Linked DNA regions of Bombyx mori: region 1 is linked to region 2. Evidence: chromatin contacts called from public Hi-C data. All regions are on one chromosome and are shown on one strand. The core of a region is the stretch at or near the end of the contact, and the rest is flanking DNA. Distances in the headings are between cores, read along the strand shown. Region 1 overlaps LOC101743514 (protein diaphanous). Region 2 holds the start of LOC100329146 (isocitrate dehydrogenase).

The links. A called contact is a pair of places that touch in the nucleus more often than the background predicts.
Region 1: a contact with region 2 is called in a Hi-C map of posterior silk gland, with 1.7 times the contacts expected there. The contact joins the enhancer-like site here to the promoter of LOC100329146 in region 2. A contact is called at or near these places in 2 of 7 Hi-C or Micro-C datasets (middle silk gland and posterior silk gland).

What each region holds. Positions count from the first base shown.
Region 1 is chr23:19,605,369-19,610,290 of ASM3026992v2, forward strand. It overlaps LOC101743514 (protein diaphanous), which reads right to left. Exons shown (of 28, transcript XM_062675388.1): 18 at 4,111-4,211; 19 at 3,578-3,755; 20 at 2,990-3,166; 21 at 1,945-2,097; 22 at 1,259-1,377; 23 at 581-716. Among protein-coding and RNA genes, the nearest start is that of LOC101743515, 32 kb to the left of the region's middle. Within about 2 kb of position 3,648, at least 5 of the 8 cell types and tissues checked have open chromatin away from gene starts, as enhancers often do.
Region 2 is chr23:19,534,368-19,539,694 of ASM3026992v2, forward strand. LOC100329146 (isocitrate dehydrogenase) reads left to right here and starts at 3,010. Exons shown (of 7, transcript NM_001171915.1): 1 at 3,010-3,248; 2 at 4,292-4,406. The coding sequence starts at 3,010. It also overlaps a transcript of PHO not described here.

The DNA of each region.
Region 1 (4,922 bases), core at 2,398-4,897, 72 kb after region 2:
TACATAAGTTCGTATATAAATTGAAATTCTTGAGACTTGACTGGAGGTCTGCATTAGGGATGATCGACATTTATGTTGAATAAACATCGATGTTCAACTGGAAAACATCGATGTTTTTAGACATAGATATTTTGCTATCAATGTTTTTCTAATATCGTCCATCCCTAGTCCGCATCACAATTGCATAATATTCGTATATAAATCAAAATTCTTGTCGGTTTTATTTCTACCACACAACATTACTTCTTCAACATAGAAGGTTCGAGTGGAAGTTTTTTTAATATACTTTTTTTTTATATATTTACGATTTATAAGAGGATATTTTTATACGGTATGTAGAGATTTTTTTAAATATATATTCACGAAGTTTTTTTTTTTTTTTTTAAATACCACACGCTCGCGCGTTTCTAACTCTGGCACAGTGACATCGATGCGAGTACGGCGCCTTATCATTGAGGCCGAGACGCCAATCAATCGTGGTATTTTATTTAAGGGCTAACTGCATCTTATACCCTTGAACAGTCTCCGGTCACGCGAGGACCGAGGGCCGCAGCAAGAACGGTACATTCATAAAGGATACGCTCATTGTCTCATAGAAGAGGTCGTCGGGGCATTGCTGGACCCTCGAATTGTTGAGGTCCATCTCTAGGGCTTTTATGTCGTTCTCCATCTTCTTGAGGGACTTCTGAATGTTCTCCATCGAAACTCTTGCTGCCCTGTAAGAAATAAAAAAAGCAGGGTGTGAGGGTAGTGATTTGAAGTCGTCGTGGCTTCGTATTGAGCGATGCACCGGTGTTCGAATCCCGCAGGCGGGTACCGATTTTTCTAATGAAATACGTACTTAATAAATGTTCACGATTGACTTCTACGGCGAAGGAATAACATTGTGTAATAAAAATCAAACCCGCAAAATTATAATTTTCGTAATTACTGGTGGTAGGACCTCTTGTGAGTCCGCGCGGGTAGGTACCACCGCCTAGTCTATTTCTGCCGTGAAGCAGTAATGCGTTTCGGTTTGGAGGGCGGGGCAGCCGTTGTAACTATACTGAGACTTTAGAACTCATATCTCAAGGTGGGTGTCGGCATTTACGTTGTAGATGTCTATGGGCTCCGGTAACCACGTCAGATTTCTTTAGTTCGTACCGCAGCTCAGTCTGAGCCCCGTGAGCTCTCCTAAGCATTCGAAGAAGCCAGTATAGTTTTTTTTTATCGCTAGCGGAGGGTAGGCAAAAACTAAAGCAACAAAAGTCACACTCACCTATCAACGTGCGGCATCTCCTCGGAGAAATTCAAAACGTCCGGGAACTTGTTCTCGATGGTCTCCACCAGGTAGTGCAGCAGGGTCTGCTTGTTCTCCAAGTCCTTGGTCGCAGTCAGCTGAGGACAGCACACATATACATATATTGTCCAAAAAAAAGTTTCTGGTTTGTTTGTAACCGGTATTTTTTATTTAGTCTTCTAGTTCACTTTTTTTTTAATAATATACTCATAATAACAAAATGAAAAATTAAATATATCGGGGGGTGAAAGTCTTACAATATATATATTAAACGAATCTAAGCTCTGAGGCATCAGTGACTAAGGTCTAATTTCCGTCGTGGAAAAGTCTCGATATAGAATACTTAGATTCTCCCTAATGATGAATCTATCGACATTTATCGACAAAAAACCCACATACATAGTTTTTAGAGGTTTTCTTTGTGGTGGCTTAAGGATAATAATCTCACGCAGTCGACCTGGTGTCTCAATCCAACATTCACGTTGTCATGTCTTATTGACACCAGTCACCGCTTTATACGAGGTAGAACTGAATGAAAAGGTCATTATCACATAGACCTTATTCGAATAATGTTTTAATGCAAAACAAGCTTAAATTGTATTACGATAAGGTCGACATTCGATTGAATGGTTATATCGCGATCACAGTTCTATCGAGAGCTTTACCTTAGTGAGGAAGCTGATCTCGAACCCGTAAGCTCCCGCGTTGTTCGATCCGGTGTTCATGTAGTTTCCGACCAGTAAGACCAGCTCCAGAATCTTCGCGAACTTTCGACTAGACTTCACTTCCTCGCAGGCAGCCGTGCCCGACACTATGTCCTGTTCGAAATACAAAACTAATGAACAAAGGAGCAGTGGAAACGGATTGAAGAAGAAAAAATAGTTTAAAAAAACTAAAAAAATACGCTTTTATAAACAATCCAACTAAAAAATAGAAAATAAATTTTAATTAAAAATAGTGTAAGAAAAAATGATTTTATTGTAAAAAAAAGCGTGGGGTGCTTTTCAGGATATTATCAAAATAACCCTTCTACTCATATTTGTTCATAAAATATTTATAACTACTGATACCATGCACCCCACGATTTTTTTACAAATAAATCATATTTTCTTACACTTTTTTAATTCAAATTTATTAAAATTTATTTTCTATTTTTTAGTTGGATTTTCTACAAAAACGTATTTTGAGAGATATACGACAAAGGGAAGATCTTCCACCGAGCGGGTGATATTGCTCGGTAGACCGACGGTCCGACTGTTGTTGTTCGGAACTTGAATATATACGCTTTACCTTGAAAATGTCGTAAGCGAGATTCAGGCATCTGTCAAATATCTTGTGTTCTGTGATGGTTACCGCCACACGTATTTTGTTAGTTTTTTGAAACTATTATTATTTTTCATTTTTTAGTTGAATTTAAATTTTTTCAATATATTTTTTTAATATTGAATTGTCATCGGTCTTTAATAAGTATACCAAATTTCGAGTTAATCCGACGTTTTGAAGGGGATCAAAAACATGTTCAAAGATTCCGTTACATACATACGTCTGAAGCTAATAAAAGCGTATTAATGTCTGTGGGTTTCCGTCACGTCTCTTACTATTTTTTATTTATCAAAGCGCCATCTATTAGCAGTCTAGCGAAACTAACAAATAAAAATTTAAGACAGTGCCATCTAGCGTGGAACGTTTCAACTAAATCCACGAGCTCACCGGCTTGATCTCGGATATGATCTCGGCGTAGTGCTCCCTGAAGGCCAGACTCCTCAGCCTGGGCACGAGACGCTTGACATCGGCCACGGTGGCCGCAAACTGTTCCGCTTCGGTCAGCTCCTCGCTGTTGCCCTTCAGTTCAGCCAGCTTCTTCATCTGGTCCGCCGGCGGCAGGTACTGGAGGAGATGAGTCATTAATGGGCGAACTAAGATACGGTAAGGGCGTTTGTCTGTACGCTTAGATGGGTGGACGAGCTCACAGCCCACCTGGTGTTAAGTGGTTACTGGAGCCCATAGACATCCACAACGTAAATGCGCCAGCCACCTTGAGATATAAGTTCTAAGATCTCAGGATAGTTACAACGGCTGCCCCACCCTTCAAACCGAAACGCATTACTGCTTCACGGCAGAAATAGGCAAGGCGGTGGTACCTACCCGCGCGGAATCACAAAGGTCCTACCACCAGTAAAGGCTCGTCTGCCTACAAGGGCAATAAAAAGGCACTCAACCCCTTCCTCCACTTATATATTTGCTATTTAACTCCTCATCTTAGTCTGAAGGTTCCACTTCATCATCAGGCGGACCCACCTGTATGAGCAGATCCAGCACGTTCCCGGTGAGCACGGTGGTGTCGCAGCGCAGCACGCACGTGCGTATGTGCGAGTACGACATGTGCTTGAGCGAGCCGCCGAGCAGGATCGACAGGTTCTGGGCCGCCTTGCTGTCCAGAACCTTCAGGTCGCGTACTTTCTTCAGAGTGTGAGCCCTGTAATGGAATCTGCCCTTTGAGAGGTGAGAGGACCTTAAAGGTAGAAGGGCTTGCAGCTTGCAGCTAGCCATATCATGGTACTGTCTATCGCAACAGCCTACGGACCTCACCATGGACGGGTACCACCGCCTTGCCTATATCGCCCATTTTACTAATATTGTAAAGGCAGGAGTGGCGCAGGATAATCCAGGAAAAAGATATTAGAGGAGGCCACGATCCTTAGCATTGAGGATTATCAACGTAAGAAGGAGGAGGAGGAGAGCTTCAAAATGTTGTTACAAATCTGAATTAAGAAAAGAGTTCGTTGATAAAAAGCCAAAAAATAAAGATGAAGAACTAGACCCATACTTACTTATCCACGGCATCTTCGGTCTTCTTGGCCACCGGTTTGCTTGAGAACTTCTGCGATAGGCCGCTCAGGATGTCGGGGGATGCCAATCTGTCTTCCTGCACCTAAATATGTCGAAACAATATCGAGAGGTAAAGTTTATTTGGTTTAAACGACATTTTTGCAACTTTACTGAGTTGGATATTTCTACCTTTTTATTTTTAAAGGATTTCTGGTGCCCCAGAGGCCTTTTCAGTTTCATCAGGATAGGGCGAGCAAATGCTCTGCCAGGAGGGGTGGGATTTGCTAACAGCTGCCCGAGCGCGTCCGAAGGAGACTTAGCAACTCAACAGCAGCTGCTTCGCAAATGAATCTACTACCGGATGGGAATTGCGACCCGCTGAGAATATCCGGCGAGAAACTCGGCGGGCTGATGCACGGGTTAGGTTGCACGTCGACCTGCTTGTCGAGTTCGACGAGTAGGGTAACCGGGGTCCCTAAGCCTGCTTCTAGTGTTGGAGCTGAAGGGGTCTAATGCAAGGGTTATTGGATCTGATGGATCCGTAAAGACGACTTATTTTTACTTGTGGGTTAGTGACGTTTATAAAAATTGTCAAGGGCATTCTCCATGTTAATAGTAGGTTAAGTAGTGTAATTGTTTAATGTTTATTGTATTATTTATAACACTGTGTACAAACTCAGCACATTTGTCCGCGCGGGTAGGTACTACCACCCTGCCTATTTCTGCCGTGAAGCAGTAATGCGTTTCGGTTTGAAGGGCAGGGCAGCCGTTGCACTGTAAAACTGAGACATTGGAACTCATGTCACAAGTTAGG
Region 2 (5,327 bases), core at 1,760-4,259:
AACCATAAGCTATTAATGGCTATTGGATACAGGCCATACTTTATTATGGCTATTGGGTAATCTATTATACTGATTATTCATTATGAGGCATCACAGTATGAAGGGTCAAATCAGTTATAATAATGACGCTTAAATGCATATTTCAGACGAAAAGAAATCCACAAACAGTATCTGCTAATATTTATCAGCAGTTAGAGGCAATAGAGCTACATTTTTACATAGAGAGATTTACATAGAGATACATGTTTAACAATAACATAAATCTATTATTATTTTGAGAAAGAGCCATACTTTATGTTTTTTTAGAATACAAAGAGAATATTTTATTACGAAAATAAGTAATATTTAAAGAATCTATTTCAGACCTCTAATGCTCACTCATTTAGTTATATTAATATTAGTGTTCAATACATAATTTAATTTATATAGTAATAAGACCCAAAAGTGACCCTATAGTTTTTGCTTATGAAAACCATAATAACTTAATAAAAGTATTCATAAATAGTCCAAGAAATGTTTTAATAAATTAATTAAACAAAGTTTCTTCATAAGCCAAGACAACATTAATTCACTAATATCACTAAAGATACTAACACTAATTTTTTCTTTAATTTTTGTCACATCTTCTAGATACATATAATTTTTATTATTCTATAATGAATTATATATTTCAAAAATGATTTTCATATATTAAAACATTGTATTAAGCTAATTATTATAACTTTCTGTAGTTAACATTTTATTACAATTTACATAGATCTGGGACTGTTTCATGTAATGTCATTAATATAAAATAAGTTCTAATTCAATAAAGAAACAAAAAAACAACAAGTCATCATTATACATTATTTATAATCATTTTAATGTGTATCAATATTAAACAATGCATAAGTAGATAATATTCAGTTCTATTATCAACAAAAAAAAAAAAAAACAAAACAACATCCATTGAATTTATAAACAGATGTTCGCGAATTCAATTGTAATTAAAACAAGACGATAATTTTTTAATGGAATATACGTCATCGAGCCGAATCGTTTTCTCATTTGAGTTGTATCTCGGTAACAATAGCTTTATTTTAATTTGTAAATACATAATTAACAATTTTATTGCATTAAAGTACAGAGTGGAAAAATTCATTGTTGACAACCGTCCGTATTACCGGCCGGGTGAAACTTCCCGTTTTTTTTAGGTATTTATAAATTGACCACGCCACAATCGTAACGTAACTCACTTCCACCTTTTGACCTTCACTCACACGCCCTTAAATAGAACCCTGATTTGTTAATAACACGAAAATATTCTAAACACTTGTTACTCGTACGTCAAAAACTTAGATGTTTTCGAATGAAATAATTTACCTGTATTTATCTTGTAACAAAAGCTCCGTCAGACCCCAGGAGACAATTATGTATAGACGAGTTGGCACTAAATTTTTTAAAGCTGTTATTACCGCAATCGACACCACTGTTTTCACTGAAAAAAAGTTCGGTAATTTGATTGAAAAATATTTGAAATTTACGCGAAAATGTTTATAAAATATGTCTGACTAAACATGGCGTCCAAAGATGTCCGACCAAATTCAATATGGCGTAGGAAAATGGACGCCCGTACTTTCAGCCGCTCTCAGTCGAGAACTCTGTAAGCAATAAGGGATAAAATCGTACTTGTCAGCTGTCACTGTCAGAACATTCAGTGCTACCATTTATTGTCAAAAAAAACATTTTTAAATTCATAAGAACAAAATGTAAAATGAATAGGTAATAGTGCTGTTTTATGTATAAAAATTGTTAATTTTATTCTAGCTCATACTAAAATAGTAAAACAAAGGATTGTTGTTATTTGGGTTGGTTGTGATAAAATTCCGTTTTGCGGAAATTATCTTACGTTAACGACAAAAATTGTGTTAAATTTGCCTCTTTCTTGATTAAGTTGCAGTCCGTGACATAAATAATACACATAAATTAGTATCCATAACCAGACCATTTGAGATTTAATATATAAATATAACTTAGCTTAAAGAAAATAATTTTAAATTTTGAAATGAAATAGAAGTCGTAATTGCCAAAAGCTTAAGACACCCGAAGACCCGATTCGTATCCAGCGATTTCACTGTGCGGCATTCAATCCCCTCAGGCAGGTACAATTTTTTAAATGAAATACGTACTTAACCAAATGTTCTTTTTTTTAAATGCTTATATGCGTAGACGAGCTCACAGCCCATCTGGTTATTAAGTGGTTACTGGAGCCCATAGGCATCTACAACGTAAATGCGCCACCCACCTTGAGATATAACTTCTAAGGTCTCAGTACAGTTACAGCCGCTGCCTCACCTTTCAAACCGAAACGCATTACTGCTTGACCGCAGAAATAGGCAGGGTACTTACCCGTGTGGACTCACAAGACGTCCTACCACCAGTAATGTTGTATGTTCTCGTTCACGAATGATTTCGATGATGAAGAAAATAGCATCGTCTAATAATAAATCAAACCCACACAAATCAAATCATATATTTTGCGTAATTACTGGTGTTTGAGTAATTTGTGGGCTTGCGCCGACCTCAACTTGCCTATTTCTTACGTGAAGCAGGGTTTGAAGGGTCGGGTAGTCGTTGTATTGTAAAACTGAGATTTCGAATTCATCTTTCAAGATGGGTGGTTGACATTAACGTTGTTTAACGTCTATGGGCTCCTATGACCACCATTAGGCGGGCTATGAGCTCACCCCATTCATCTTGGCCATAAAGAATAACGTCACATAAATAATTAAAAAAAAAAAACAGTATAAAACAAGCTGCAAAATGTCGATATTGTCATGGCAACTCAATTTTTTCAGTTCTCCCTCAGTAGCGACATCTATTCAATTCGATCTTATGACCTGGAAGTTAAACGTTACAGCGCCACCTGATGGCGAAAAATTAGCGACACGGATTAACGAGTTTTCCACTTCCTGTGATTATTTAACCAGTTTTCAATCCCAAACAGCTGTTTTTAGTTCAAAATTCAGGATGGCTGTGCGTTTGTTAACTAAATTGAAGGTTTTGCCTGATGTGCGCGGGTCTGTGAATCTCAGCTCGAAAGCAGCGCCCGCTACATTATCGGATTTCGATGTCCAGCACAAGACTCCCGTTATCAGGAAACAGAAGCTGATTCCTAAGGCGCAATACGGCGGTCGTCACGCGGTGACCATGCTCCCTGGAGGCGGTATCGGTCCTGAGTGCATGGGATACGTTCGCGACATATTCAAGTAAGTTGACCTTTTTGATGCAGTGCCAAGTTTTGTGAACTCCCAGGATAAAATTCTTCGGAGTAAGGATACATTATGGGCCTCAAGGCCAGTGTTTCGTAAATATCTCCAGATTTTCTAGTAGTACAAAGCGAATAACAACGGATATATTTTTTGAAGGCTGCAATTTAGTTGTAGAACCCAAAAGTGTGATAATTTCAAGAGTATCAGGTTCTGAAGTTCTCTCCGTCAGTGCTGTAGAGACAAAAAACACTAGCTGATTGCTCTCTTACTCCTGAATGCACATGGATTTCAATCTGTAGATGTTAAATGAACTCCTTTTTTGTTCTATATGGGTTAAGGAGCTCACGGCCCATCTGATCTGAAGTATTGGCTGGAAAATGGTTATTATAATATAATTGAGATAAGTTGAAGTCTCAATTGTATGTTATAATATAACATCTATGTTTGTAATGTCGCAAACCAGACTTATTTTTGTGTGCAAGAGTGGGACTTTTGTTGGGTCGCGAAACTCATGTTGTAATGGCTACTGGCTCCGGTAACCAATTAGCACCGGTGGGTGGTGAGCTAGTTCACCAATCTATGTTATAATAAAGGAAAATGTAGCTTACGAACAGACAAAGCAATAGAAACAAGAATATAATTTACAATAAAATAATTTTATTTGTGAATTATAACAATAATGGGTTAATGTTCATCATTAGTAGCTCTTTTATACTAAAATTTATGTAAATATCATTCAGTCTTAGTCACAAAACACCTATACGAGCATAATCATAGAAATTCTACTGTGGTATACAAAATATATTTTAATATCTGTGATTTTATTAAGAAAGTAGAATAAAAAAATAACTACTCTAATAACAACACTAATTTAATTTGATAAATTTACACAAACTTCAGAATAATTCATAAAGAAAGTTAGTAATACCTACATGATATAATTTGGGTTGCCTAGTTTTGTGAAATGAAAAATTTAATACCCCTCAGAAAAGAGGAAATGATTTGAGTCTGAAATGAAAAATAATTCAAACATGTTTTAGATACATCGGTGCTCCTATTGACTTCGAAGTGGTGGACATTGACCCAACGATGGACAATGATGATGATGTCCAATATGCTATAACGACCATTAAGAGGAACGGTGTGGGGCTAAAGGTAAATAGTTTTATTTCATGAAACATATGTAGAGTAAAATCAAGATCATAATGCAGCAATCTGTATTACATAACTACCAAGCTACAGAATTGTGTGCATAGCATCCATTTATTGACGTAATAAGCAGCTCATAAACATTCCACATTAATTGACTCCAATCTATATTTATCATCTCCTATGTTTCTGTTTTCTTACATATATGGAAACAAGAGTAAATAGAGTCTAATTTTAATGCCACATATATTTAATAAAGATGACCTATCAGTTCAGCAGTCAGCAGCTCTCACTGCTATGCTAAGGGTCATTTGTTTGATCCCCATTTTGTACAATCATCGAAGTGACGATGTTGCTCGATTCTTATTCTCCTTAGTTGCATACTTCATTGCTGAAGGTCGTGTCCCTGAAAGCCCTTCGTGGCTCTTTGTACCATAGGCTTCCATTTCCCTCGGTTTTCGACTTCTCTCAGGGCGGTCGCAACAGAGACTATACTGTTGTGTTTATGTAAGTATGGGACAGTCTATGGTTCTCATTGAATCCTAGTTAGGAGAAGAATCACATTCAAGCTGAACGAGAAGAATCAACATAAAATTAGGCTTATTACTGTATTATTTAAAATTAACACTTCAGGTGTGAATGTAATCAAGGTTGGATGATGTAGGCTTTAATCAGGGTTATTGACCGCTATGTCAATTTACCGATCAATTCAGAATGAAATTCCATAAATTTATTTCATTTGAAATTCAATGAAGAAAATACTGTAGGAAATGAAATGAATTCTGAGTAAAATGGTGAGAATTTACTAAGAATACAATAAATATAATATCTTGCAGCAGGCTATCATAGAACACAATATATTTGACAGATACCGGAACCTCGCTAATGACATTTTCATGATACACTTGCGAATTTACAAGTTTCGTA